Regions from separate parts of the Mus musculus genome. Here region 2 is linked to region 1. A link is a contact called in public Hi-C data. All regions are on one chromosome and are shown on one strand. Each heading gives the region's core, a stretch centred on a gene start, on an enhancer-like site or on the middle of the called end of the contact. The rest is flanking DNA. Distances are from core to core; before and after follow the strand shown. Region 1 overlaps Kdm7a (lysine (K)-specific demethylase 7A). Region 2 overlaps Mkrn1 (makorin, ring finger protein, 1).

Evidence for each region. Hi-C and Micro-C count contacts between places; a contact is called where the count stands out from the background.
Region 2: a contact with region 1 is called in a Hi-C map of bone marrow-derived macrophages, with 17 read pairs. The contact joins two enhancer-like sites. A contact is called at or near these places in 3 of 39 promoter capture datasets (the 3T3-L1 cell line, maxillary cranial neural crest and pre-B cells), 2 of 484 Hi-C or Micro-C datasets (bone marrow-derived macrophages and nephron progenitors), 1 of 115 datasets of contacts at active chromatin or transcription factors (neural tube) and 2 of 9 other capture datasets (adipose tissue and liver).

What each region holds. Positions count from the first base shown.
Region 1 is chr6:39,147,648-39,153,395 of GRCm38.p6, forward strand. It overlaps Kdm7a (lysine (K)-specific demethylase 7A), which reads right to left. Exons shown (of 20, transcript NM_001033430.4): 11 at 5,166-5,255; 12 at 3,611-3,820; 13 at 1,640-1,764; 14 at 1,295-1,449; 15 at 57-154. 4930599N23Rik (RIKEN cDNA 4930599N23 gene) reads left to right here. Exons shown (of 4, transcript NR_045813.1): 4 at 421-665. Among named protein-coding and RNA genes, the nearest start is that of 4930599N23Rik, 32 kb to the left of the region's middle. Within about 2 kb of position 2,259, at least 1 of the 459 cell types and tissues checked has an H3K27ac peak or open chromatin away from gene starts, as enhancers often do. A contact at or near this core is called in bone marrow-derived macrophages, where this site is marked.
Region 2 is chr6:39,403,742-39,409,489 of GRCm38.p6, forward strand. Mkrn1 (makorin, ring finger protein, 1) reads right to left here. Exons shown (of 8, transcript NM_018810.2): 3 at 1,990-2,219; 4 at 907-1,133. Among named protein-coding and RNA genes, the nearest start is that of Mkrn1, 14 kb to the right of the region's middle. Within about 2 kb of position 2,955, at least 17 of the 459 cell types and tissues checked have an H3K27ac peak or open chromatin away from gene starts, as enhancers often do. A contact at or near this core is called in bone marrow-derived macrophages, where this site is marked.

The DNA of each region.
Region 1 (5,748 bases), core at 1,009-3,508:
ATTCCTCCTCCAGATGAGACCACACGGGTGGTCCTCACCCCACCCATGACACGTACCAGTGCAGTGCAGTCGGGTCCAGAGTCTTCTGAATCAGAACCATCAGAATATTCTGACGGTCTACTCCTGAGTTCCGATCTCACACTTGTAAAGATTCCTGGTGAAGACGAGAGGGATAAGAAACAGTCATGGCCTCTAAAGTATACCCAGTTTCAAGACAACTTTCAAGCTCCACACCTCTCTTTCCTTACTGATTTTAGTTTCCCATTTTTTTCTAATTGACCAAGATACAAGCTGACTGATGTATGTCCTTAGAATATTTGTGGTATTTTTCTTTCCAGAAAAAAAAAACAAAAAAATTGTTTTAACTAAAATGACTACAAATTGCTTCTGACTTTCCCTTTTCCTTGGTTTTCTCACTAGAAAGAAAAAAAAAAAAGGCAACTTTCAAACCTCAAGAGCATTTATGGACGGACCATGGTTTCAAGCAGTTTATTACCTGGGCTCTTATCTGCCTTTCTCTTCTGCAAGCACCACTGCATAGCAACTCTTCTATCAGCTCTCAGTGATACACTGCCTTGCCCTGACATAATAACTACCAACTACAGAGGACCAGATTTACTGGGAATTAGTGGAAACTAAGAAATTAAAAATGAATTCGGTAATATTCATTATGCAGAATCCTTTCATCACAAAGATAAAATATTGATTTTAATTATGTTTTAAATGGAAAGCTATATACTGTTCTTTCTTCCTAAAACTGTTTAAGTTCACTTTATTCAAAGAGCAAAGACTTCAAGGAGAAGGTGATACTACTACAGTGTTTGATAGTCCTATTATTACTTTATTTGTCAATAACCAATCAATGCACCAGTAGAAGCCTCCTATCAACAGGTATCAAATAACATCACACTACCTCGATTCCCACTAGATACAGATCAGCCAACCAGATGTCTCTTAATTATGAGAATGAAAGACATGCTACCACATGTGAAGTTAAGTTAAACTTGAAACTCATTTGGGACAGTAGAGGCCATAAAGCATTATGAGCTTTTAAAAGACTTTAAAAACAGTGAATCTATCTAAGGCTTGCAACTCTCACATATCCATATACTGGTAATCTATCCCTAGCTACTATACTTGACACTCACATTCAGCACCTTGCAGATTAGTGAACTACTCAAAACATACTTCAGATTTTCCAACAGTATTATAAAATGCAAACATTTTCAATCCTACAACAAACTCAAATACCAGCAAGTTACCTACTGCATATAGCACAAGGAGGGACACATACTGTTGAGTGGTTTGGGAGAGCCTTGACTTTCGGCCTCCTCTCTTCCTGAGCTCTGTTCTGTCTTCATGTTTGCATTCTGTGTTGGCTTCTTGTCCTCTTCATTTTCACTATCTGCTGTATAAAGACTTCGATCTGCAAACAGCTGTCTCTCATCTCTGTGCCACATAGGAAAAATAACTGCATCAAAAGTAGAGCATGCTCTGTAGTCCCTTCCCCTCCATTTAGACGTAGCAGAGGATTGAGACCCTTTCCTCTAATACAATTGTCTATGCGATAATGTTGGCATTATATGGACAAAAGGGGATCCACCAAAAATTAATCTGATACTTTGATATATTTACATACTTAATTATTCTTCCATTTGTCAGCAGTAATCGTAGATCATTATCTTTCGCTCTCCACTCAGGTACTGTGGAAGATGGCTGGAGATGTTTGTTGAATTTTCCATTCAGTTTAGAGCTCAGTAGGTCCTTAAAATACAAAGCAGAACTGATTTAATCTCCACCTTCAGGTAGGCCTACTCAACTAAAAAGGAGTGTTTACTATCCCTTCTTCCATGGTCCTGCCTGCCTTGTAAAGGGATGGGTAGCCATCCAGGGATTGGAGATATCTCAGTGTCCCATAATCCAGAGCTCCTCATTCCAACACATACAAAATGGTTCATCTTTCAGCAAGGCAATTTAGCAATAAAACATATTTTCTAATATAAAATGCAAAATCTGCATAAAGCAAATCCAAACACAGGCCCTTTTTGTGGATACTAAAGGGTTAGAGTCATACAGCTTTAGGCATTTTCATGTTCCTTGGCTGCTTCTACTTAATAAAGTATAGAAAGACCTTCCCACTCACCGTAACCTTGACCTCATCCTTCCCACCAAGATTGCATTCACACAACCACTACTAGGCCCAAGAGCCACAGCAAACAAAAAGAGATAATAGGAGCTGGTTTTTTAATGTATAAAAAATTACTTCCTCTTTGAGATCTTTCATAATAAGTTCCCAAAATAACTATATGTGTTAAGTAGATTCAGAACCATTTAATCTTAAAACAACATAATATCAAATATAAAATTATGTAAGGGTGTAATGACTAACGTTTAGTATTTTAACTCAGCAACATCTCTATTGTATTTTCAATTAACTGTCAACCCTATGCTTATGATGTAAAATTATGGATGAGCAAATCCTATCACAAACTCAGTAGCATGGTTTATAAAGGTATCACTACTCCGCACTCTCCTGCTCTGTCCAGTATACCAGAACTTCTCCAACCTAAACATATTTATTCTAAAAGTCTCCCATTCTGATTGTCCGAATGGTTGCTGTTGACTCAAGGACAGGCTTTCTGTATTTATCTTCCTTGGCTAGCAATACTGTGTGTTTATTTGACACCTTCTGTTAGGTCAAACATCAACCCCTAAAAGGTATTATGAGCACTTCAGCAAAGCAATCAACCACTACTGTTTGGGGTTCCCTCAAAACACTCAGCATTGGAAACATATATTTTGTTGCTCCTGTTTGTTAGAGAAAGGGTCTCACCGTTGTAGCCCAAGCTGGCCTTACCTCTCGCCCTGCCTCCCAAAGTGGGACTGCGGTGTCCTCACTTGGGTCCTTCAGCTTGCTGACCTGTGTAAGGTCTGTGGACTGTGTCTTGGGTATTCTGGTTTCTGTTTCTGTTTTTGTTTGGGCTAATATCTACTTATTAGTGAGTACATACCATGCATGTCCTTTTGGGTCTGAGTTACCTCCCAAGTGCTAAGATTACAGGCATGTACCATAATGCCCATCTTGAAATGCTACTATTTTAATATATGTCCTATCTTCCAACTTAAAACTTTGACAAAATGCTACATGAGGGCACGACTCAACTTTGCTTGCTCTAGCATCTTCTTCAGAGTTCAGAAGAGCACATGATTAGTTGGATAAACTTATTAATTTAATTAATTTAATCCTAAACATGTCAGCAATTAATGAAATCTAGGCTCCTTAGTACCACACTGTTGGCTAAAAAGACTTCATGGTCTCCACAGACAAAACAGTATCTATGACTCTACAGTAGAAACCAGCTGTACTGTTACATGTACTGAGTGTATGTACACAAACACACACACATACATACATATACACACACACACACACACACACACATACATATATATATATATACACACACACACATACATACACATATATATACACACACACATACATACATATACACACACACATATATATACACACACACACACACATACATACATACATACACACACACACACACACACACACACACACTACACACATATATATACTTGCCTCCTCCCATGGACACATCTCTAATCTTTTGAGGACTTCCCTTGTATGGAGCTCAAGAATGTCAAGGTTAGAAGGAGTTCGGACATTATGATCTCGAAGTTTCCTCATCTTTCTCCGGGAATGATATGGTGGAGATGCCTCATTTGAAGGCCGTGAAACTGGACACACAGAAGGAATTCCCTGAGATTTAACTGGTTTGCCATTTTCCTCCTAGAAGAATCAAATTCAGAGCTTGTTTTATGAAAAGGCTCTTATACATATACTTGACTAAACAATCAACCATAAAAATACTTTAAAAAACAAAGCACATTCTTAAGGCAACGTCAAAGCCTCGGCTTTCTGGAGGCCTTTATTCCCCTCTCGTCCACACACTTTGTGAACAGTAAGTACATTTCCTTGTTTTATTTGGGGAGGATTTTGTGGGGGCGTCTGGAGGGGACTTGCCTTAGCTTCCATGAACTAGGATTACAAGCATGCACCACCACACTGAGCTGCCATCTTAGATCTACGATATTACGTTGAAGTTGACATTTTCAGAAATGATACTCCTGTTTACTCAACGATTAATTTTGAGTTTATTCTGTTTTGGTTTTACTGTGCACGAGACACATATATATGCACATATAGTTACAGATAATATTCTATATGTTTTATAAACATATGTTTATATATTTTATATTTGATAACTTTTTGATAGGAAACCCATTTACATGCCGTTATTTTTACTACCTCTGAAAATCACTAACTGTTGTACCCAAGGATAGTGAAGCTGGCACTGCGGCATCAAGGGCTGGAGATGTAGCTCAGAGGTAGAGTACATGCTTGACAAGCACAAGGCCCTGGGTTCAGTCCCCGCACCAAGGAACAAAAGGAGATGACTGATGTTTTTTGCAGATGTATAATGCCTTCCATTCTTGACACTGGTTGTAAGCCAACCTGTAACTGCTGAACTATGTCTGCAGCTCCTCCCATTCTACAAACATAGTCCTAATGTAAGATGTTAAATTACACGATGGCTTTCAATGAATTTCCTCTTATTTCAGACTACACACTAATCAAGCTACTTTCCTGAAGAACTACTGCAATGAAAACCCTTTTTTTTTTTTTTTTCAATACTGACAAAGCTCATATATTTTTATGGGCTTTTATCAAAGTCATTAGCCCCTCAGTTGTTCCAGCATTTTTGGCAAAGAGATTCCCTAATTATTATTTCCAAGCCAGCTTCACACAATCACTGTTTTATCCCTTCCTCTAAATACTTCCTAGACATTCATCTCTAGGTAACTGAAACTAAAGAGAACGAAGCACTATAACTTTTGTTGGAACTTTTGTAGGAACTTAAAAGAATTTACAGTAACTGGAACTGCCTCTGTTGTTTTATAACAACACACTACTCTAAATTTCTCTATAAGACATCAGACACCTAAAATCTGTAAAGCTAACTTGGCGCTGTTCTACTTCACACGTGTCAGTGGTTAAATATTCATAGCACAGTGGCAGATCTATTGGTTCTCAAGACAGATAGCAAGCAGACACAGATCACTGCTATTCTTACCTCTATTGCTCGAATTACTTTAGAAAGTTCCTTAATAAGATGCCCAGGTCTAACATTGTCTGGAATCTCAAAGGCATGTTCAGATACAAGCTGTATTTGAAGTAATAAAGAAAACCAAAGTCAATTAAATATACAAAGCCCAATCTACTTTATAAAGTTCTATGTATTTTAAAGACACTACCAGATAATATGAATTGATTCTCAAGAGTTTATATACTTGGTGTAATGTCACCTAAGAAGATCTACATTATCAAAAATACCAGTGGTGGCATGTGCATGCCTTTAATCCCAATAGCTAGGAGGTAGGGACAGAGAGATCTCTGTGAGTTCGAGGCCAGCCTGGCCTACAGAGTGAGTTCTAGAACAACCCGGGCTACACAGAGAAACCCTGTCTCAAAAAATGAAAACCAAAATCCAGAACCAAAAAGAAAAAGAGTTTAAAATGGATTTGCCTCACAGTGAATCTTATTTATAATGTACTCTACACCTCAAATCCTGCTGTGATTCTAACTATAACTAGTAATAAAGAAATTAACCCTAATATTTAATTCAGAATACATAAGGATTTTTTTAGGGAGGGAAT
Region 2 (5,748 bases), core at 1,705-4,204, 260 kb after region 1:
TACAACCATGAGCACCTGGGTTTGGGCTCTCAGTACATGTGTGAAGCCAGGCACAGCAAGTGTATGTATATCCCAGCGCTGAGATATGGAGACGACAGGCAGGCAATCCAATTGGTGAGCTCCAGATGGAGTGAGAGGCCTTGCCTCAAAATTGAGGTAGAGAACAATGAAGGAAGACCCAATGGTAACCTCTGCCCTCTGTGTAAGTGTACTCACATACACACACAAATGTGTAACAGCCACACAATCAACATGCAACCACAAAATGATGTATGAATACATACTCCAACAGGGAAAAGCTTAAAAACATCATCTAAGTGGGAGAAACCAGCCACTGAAAGTCATCCATACTGAGTGGTTCCAGCTACATCACCATCCACAATTGGCAAAACACCTAGAGAAACAAAGTAGACCCACTATCGATGGAGCTCAAGGAAAAGCTGAGCAGAGGCCAACTACTAAGTGGATGTAAGTTTTCTTTGGGGAATGAAAATGATTTAACTTAGAATTATAGTAATGGCTAGACGATGCTATGAATATATTAAAAAGCAAGGAAATGTGTTTCAAAGGAATTATAAGAAATATGAATCTCAGAAAAACTATTAGTAAAAAAAAAAAGAAAAACAAATCAGAACAAAACCCCAAAAAAACAAATCAGAACAAAACCCCAAAAACCGTGAACTACCTTTTAAATATCATAGTCTGAGGTTCTGCAACCAGAACTTCTCTTTGTAGGAAGGGTGTATGACCACAGTCAGGCTCTCCAGAGCCTCCTGCCTGTGGCTTCACTATGCCTGGACTATACAGGTCTATCTTTGACAAAACACTCTATAGAACCGTGCAGGAGCACATACACCACCATTTATTGGCTCCTCATATTTAGCACAAGCTGCTCTGAGCACTTACTTTTATGTGCTGTGACCTCTGGGCAGCATCCACTGGGTGTAGGACCTGCAGGCCACACATGTCACACGAGTCTCCGTGGAGATACACACAGTTTTCCCCATAGCGACACTCTCCCACTGCAGCATAGGGGCAAAGCTGCTTCTTTGTCTCCACCGTAGTTGGCTCCTTCTCTGACTCTTCCTTGGTCACTGAACCCTGCGGGGGTACTTCAGTGCAGGAAGGGGCAGCTGAAAATGTTTAAGATGGTAGTAAAGGTCCAAATACATAAGGCAATTATGAACTATAAGGTAACAGAATAATTTTTAAAAAGGAAAAAAAAAAAGGAAAAAAAAAATCCAACAACAACTTTAATGAAACCTAAAGTCAAGCCTACTGAACTTTTTTCCTTTTTTCCCCTTGGTTTTTTGAGACAGGGTTATACAGCCAAGCTGGCTTAGAACTCACCCTCTGCCTATCTCAGAATACCCAGTGATGGGAATAAAGGTACACACCACCACTGTCCAGCTCAGTTTTGTTCTTTCTGGTAAGATCTGATAACCCAGGCTGGCCTTGAACTCAGCAACCCTCCCACCTCAGCCTCTCTAAAGCTGGCGTTACGGGCGTGTGGCACCCAGCCCAGTTCTGCATGTGAACTTCTTTAGAAGTGAAATGTAGTATTAGTAAGTACTGGTTAGTAAGGGCACATCAGGAGAGTCAGGAGTTCAAGGTCATCCTTAACTACTTGAGGAATCTGAACCATAAGAGACCCTGTGTCAAAAAAACACAACATCAAAGGACAGAGTGTGGGCTAAGTGTGTAGCTTAATGGGAAAGCATTTGCCTAGCATGTGCAAAGCCCAGGGTTTGATCCCAGCACCACCAGGAGCAAGCAGGGGACAGCATTCGGAGACACTTCAGTTTTTAAACAAGAATTCATTTTATTGTAGTTCAAAATTTTTCTTTTACTTCATCTTTAAATCTTAAATAACCCAATCTAATGTGTTGACAGTAGGTTAAGCTCAAACAGAAAAGGCTGACACTGAGTTCACTGTGGCCTGTCATTTAGCCCTTTGATTGCAGTTTACAGGGTCCTCACAATACTTACTACGGCCACAGTAGGGCTGCCCAGGGACAAACTCAATGGCATTCACCCAGTCCTCTGAACCTGCTCCTACAGTTGGAAAGCTTGGGTTTCGTGACTCAGCTTCGCCTGAATTCATTTCAGCAAGTGATCCAACACCAGAAGAGAGACTTGAGGAAGCAGCGAGGGATGGTTTTGCACTCAGATCAGTAGCAGTCACTTCTTCCTGTTTCAGTGGCTTGCTGTGTTCGTATCTGACAGAGAAAAGTAAGCAGTTACAATCGTGCTACATGGAGCTCCCAGACTCTTTTCAAACTTCAGTGTGAACATGAGCAGGGAGCACCTGTCAAGACTTATTCCTGGGTTGGAAAGATGGCTCAGCGGTTAAGAGCACTTCCAGAGGTCTTCCAGGTCCAGAGGTCCTGAGTTCAATTCCTAGCAAACACAGGGTGGCTCACAACATCTGTAATGGGCTCTGATACACTATTCTAGTGTGTGGCTAAAGACAGCAGTAGTGTACTCAATATAAATAGAAAAAATAAATCTTAAAAAAAAAAAAAAAGACTTATTCCTATTTAAGTGTATCTGTATGTGTGGGTGTCCAGAGAGGCCAGAAGACAGCATTTAGATCCCCGGGGCCAAAGTTAACAGGCAACTATAAGCTGCCTGATATGAGTGCTGGGAAAAACAGATCCAGGTCCCTCCAACAAACACTCTTAACTGCTAAGCCATCTCTCCAACCCCTAGATAACCTTGAGATAGAGGGTTTGCCTATGTAACTCAGGCTAGCTTCGCACTCATTATATAGCTCATGTTGTCTGTCTTCAAATGCATGGATCCTCCTGCCTTAAGCACTTAAATGCTGGGCTTACGGGCATACCAACAAACCACAACCTTGTGCATCTAGGCAAGGACTGAGCTGTGTCCATAGCCTGACATCTAAGTCTGAAGTGGAGCTCATGACTCAGCGTGTGTAGGAACCCTCACTATGATGTCACGCTGCTGATAAAGGCATGAGAGAGACCCAGACTTAGCAAACTTTACAGGGTCAAGTACAACTGTATGGAGGCACACACCTACAATGTCAGCTATCTGGGAGACAGAAGGAAGAGGATTCCATGTTTAGGGCCAGCCTAGGAAATGTGCTGAGACACTGCGTCAAAACAAAATTCAATAAAGGCTGTCCTGCATAATCCTATCACTTGGTAGGCTAAGGCAGACCTGTTGAAGCCATCTTGGTCTATAAATTGAGTTCCACTCTCCACACACCCACCCCTCAAAAGAAACTGGCAGACAAAAATGCAAAGTTAAGCATTTTCAAGGAATTTTTTTTTTCTCATGACCTGGTAGTAATGAGTGTCTACCAAGCCTGGGGACCTGGGCCTCCTGACTGCAAGCAGTGCGAATGAAGCCTCCTTAGGAAAACACTGCTGTGAAGTGGACACCAGTTAAGCAGGGCGGCGGCGGCAGCTAGTGCCTCTGCCACAAACTGAGAATCTCTGTTACGAGATTATACTCTAAGTAAGTGGAAGAAAATATGAATGTATGTAAAAGACTGGCCCTGTGGCGGAGCATACCTAACTCTAGTCAAACAGATCTCTGAATTCAAGGTCAACTTAGTCTACACAGCAAATGGCAGGGCAGTCAGAGCTATATATTAAGACTGTCTCCAAAATAATAAATAAGCTACATTACCAAATTTTCCCCCAAATGAGACAATTATGCCCTTATAGATCTACATAGAATGTGTTTCTGAAGTAAAAACTAAGTAGATACCAAAAAAGATTTAAAAAAAAAAAAAAGTCAAGAAAAGCTATGGCTAAAAAGATAGCTCCAGGGCACCTCAAGCACCTACAGGGCATGTGCACGAAAGCGCCTCGTGTGTACACACACACACACACACACACACACACACACACACACCCTGAGGTGCAAAGTTAAGCATTCAGACAAACACACTTGTGCACACAAAATAAATTCAACAAGGAAAAAAAGAAGGTAAACTAGGAAGCCTGTATGGGGATCTCTTAAGAGCACGGAATGACACTATATACAATCTTCTACCAAAATTCGAGTAAGAATGGCTCTGACATCTTTTTTTTTTTTTTTAAGATTTATTTATTATATGTGTGTACACTGTAGCTGTCTTCAGATACTCCAGAAGAAGGCATCAGATTTTTGTTACGGATGGTTGTGAGCCACCATGTGGTTGCTGGGATTTGAACTCAGGACCTTTGGAAGAGCAGTCGGTGCTCTTAACTGCTGAGCCATCTCACCAGCCCCCGGCTCTGACATCTTAAAATGGCTTTTAAAAGCATGTAAGGGCTGGAGAGATGGCTCAAAGAGTAAAGAGCAGTGACTGCTCTTCCGAAGGTCCTGAGTTCAATTCCCAGAAATCACATGGTGGCTCACAACCACCTGTGATGAGATCTGGTGCATCTGGAGACAGCCACAGTGTACTTACATATAATAAATAAATAAATAAATAAGCATTTAAAGTTTTTCCCCCCTCTCTAATTACATGTATGTATGTATTTAATAACTAATACATTTATAAAATGCAAGTTATAGAAAATTCAAATTGTAGTGGTTCAAGATAAAAAGCTGCAATTGGAACACTACTGTATCCATTTGTCTGTGTTATCTATGGCTGGTTTTGCATAAGAAACCACATCTTGAGGCTGGAGAGATGGCGCAGCAGTTAAGAGCACTGACTGCTCTTCTGAAGGTCCTGAGTTCAAATCCCAGCAACCACATGGTGGCTCACAACCATCCTTAATGAGATCTGACGCCCTCTTCTGGAATGTCTGAAGACAGCTACAATGTACTTATATGAAAGAAAGAAAGAAAGAAAAAAAAGAAAGAAAGAAAGGAAGGAAGGAAGGAAGGAAGGAAGGAAGGAAGGAAGGAAGGAAGGAAGGAAGGAAGGAAGACAGACATCTTGAGTCACCAAAAAGATGTACACACCCACCCTGTAGAGAAAGTTATCCAAGAGCCACTGACAACTTGTTATACAGTTAATAAGTTATAATAGGATGTCACAAAATTGCCAATTCTTTTACAGTGTGTTACGTGATGAATTAATACTCAGAAAACAGATGCATATCAAGCTTCCTTCCATATTCTGTATTAATATAGTATAATTTTCTATCTAAAGAACTTCAATGAGGCTGGCAAGATGGCTCAGCCCAGTGGATAAAGGTGCCTGCCACCAAACCTGACATGAGTTCAATTCCTGGGAGCCACGAGATGGAGAAAGTTGATTTGTCCAAGGTTTTTGTTTGTTTGTTTTTTGTTTGTTTGTTTTTTGAGACAGGGTTTCTCTGTGTAGCCCTGGCTGTCCTGGAACTCAGAAATCCGCCTGCCTCTGCCTCCCGAGTGCTAGGATTAAAGGCATGCGCCACCACGCCCGGCTTTCGTCCAAGTTTTTAAGTTACCCTCTGATCTTCACTCTAGTCCTACCTTCCCACCATTCTGTCCGGAGGTCGCCACAGCTCTCTGCTCACCTCAATTTCCGTTCCTCTCTCCAAGTCACTGGGGGATGTAACTCAACTGACTGGAACTAACTTCCCCTCAGTGAGCCTTGTCTACAAGTGAGCCAACATCTACAAAAACTGTTCTACAAAGAACTGCTCATTCCGCATAAAGGATGGTATCCTCACATCTCCTCCCTTAGGCAGCAAAAGACTAACCTTGGCTCTGAGGCCAAGGGATCCATTTCTGACCGGTAACAGTTAGTTATGAGGGAGGGGCTTACTGCTTTTCTAACAAACTCAGGTAAGG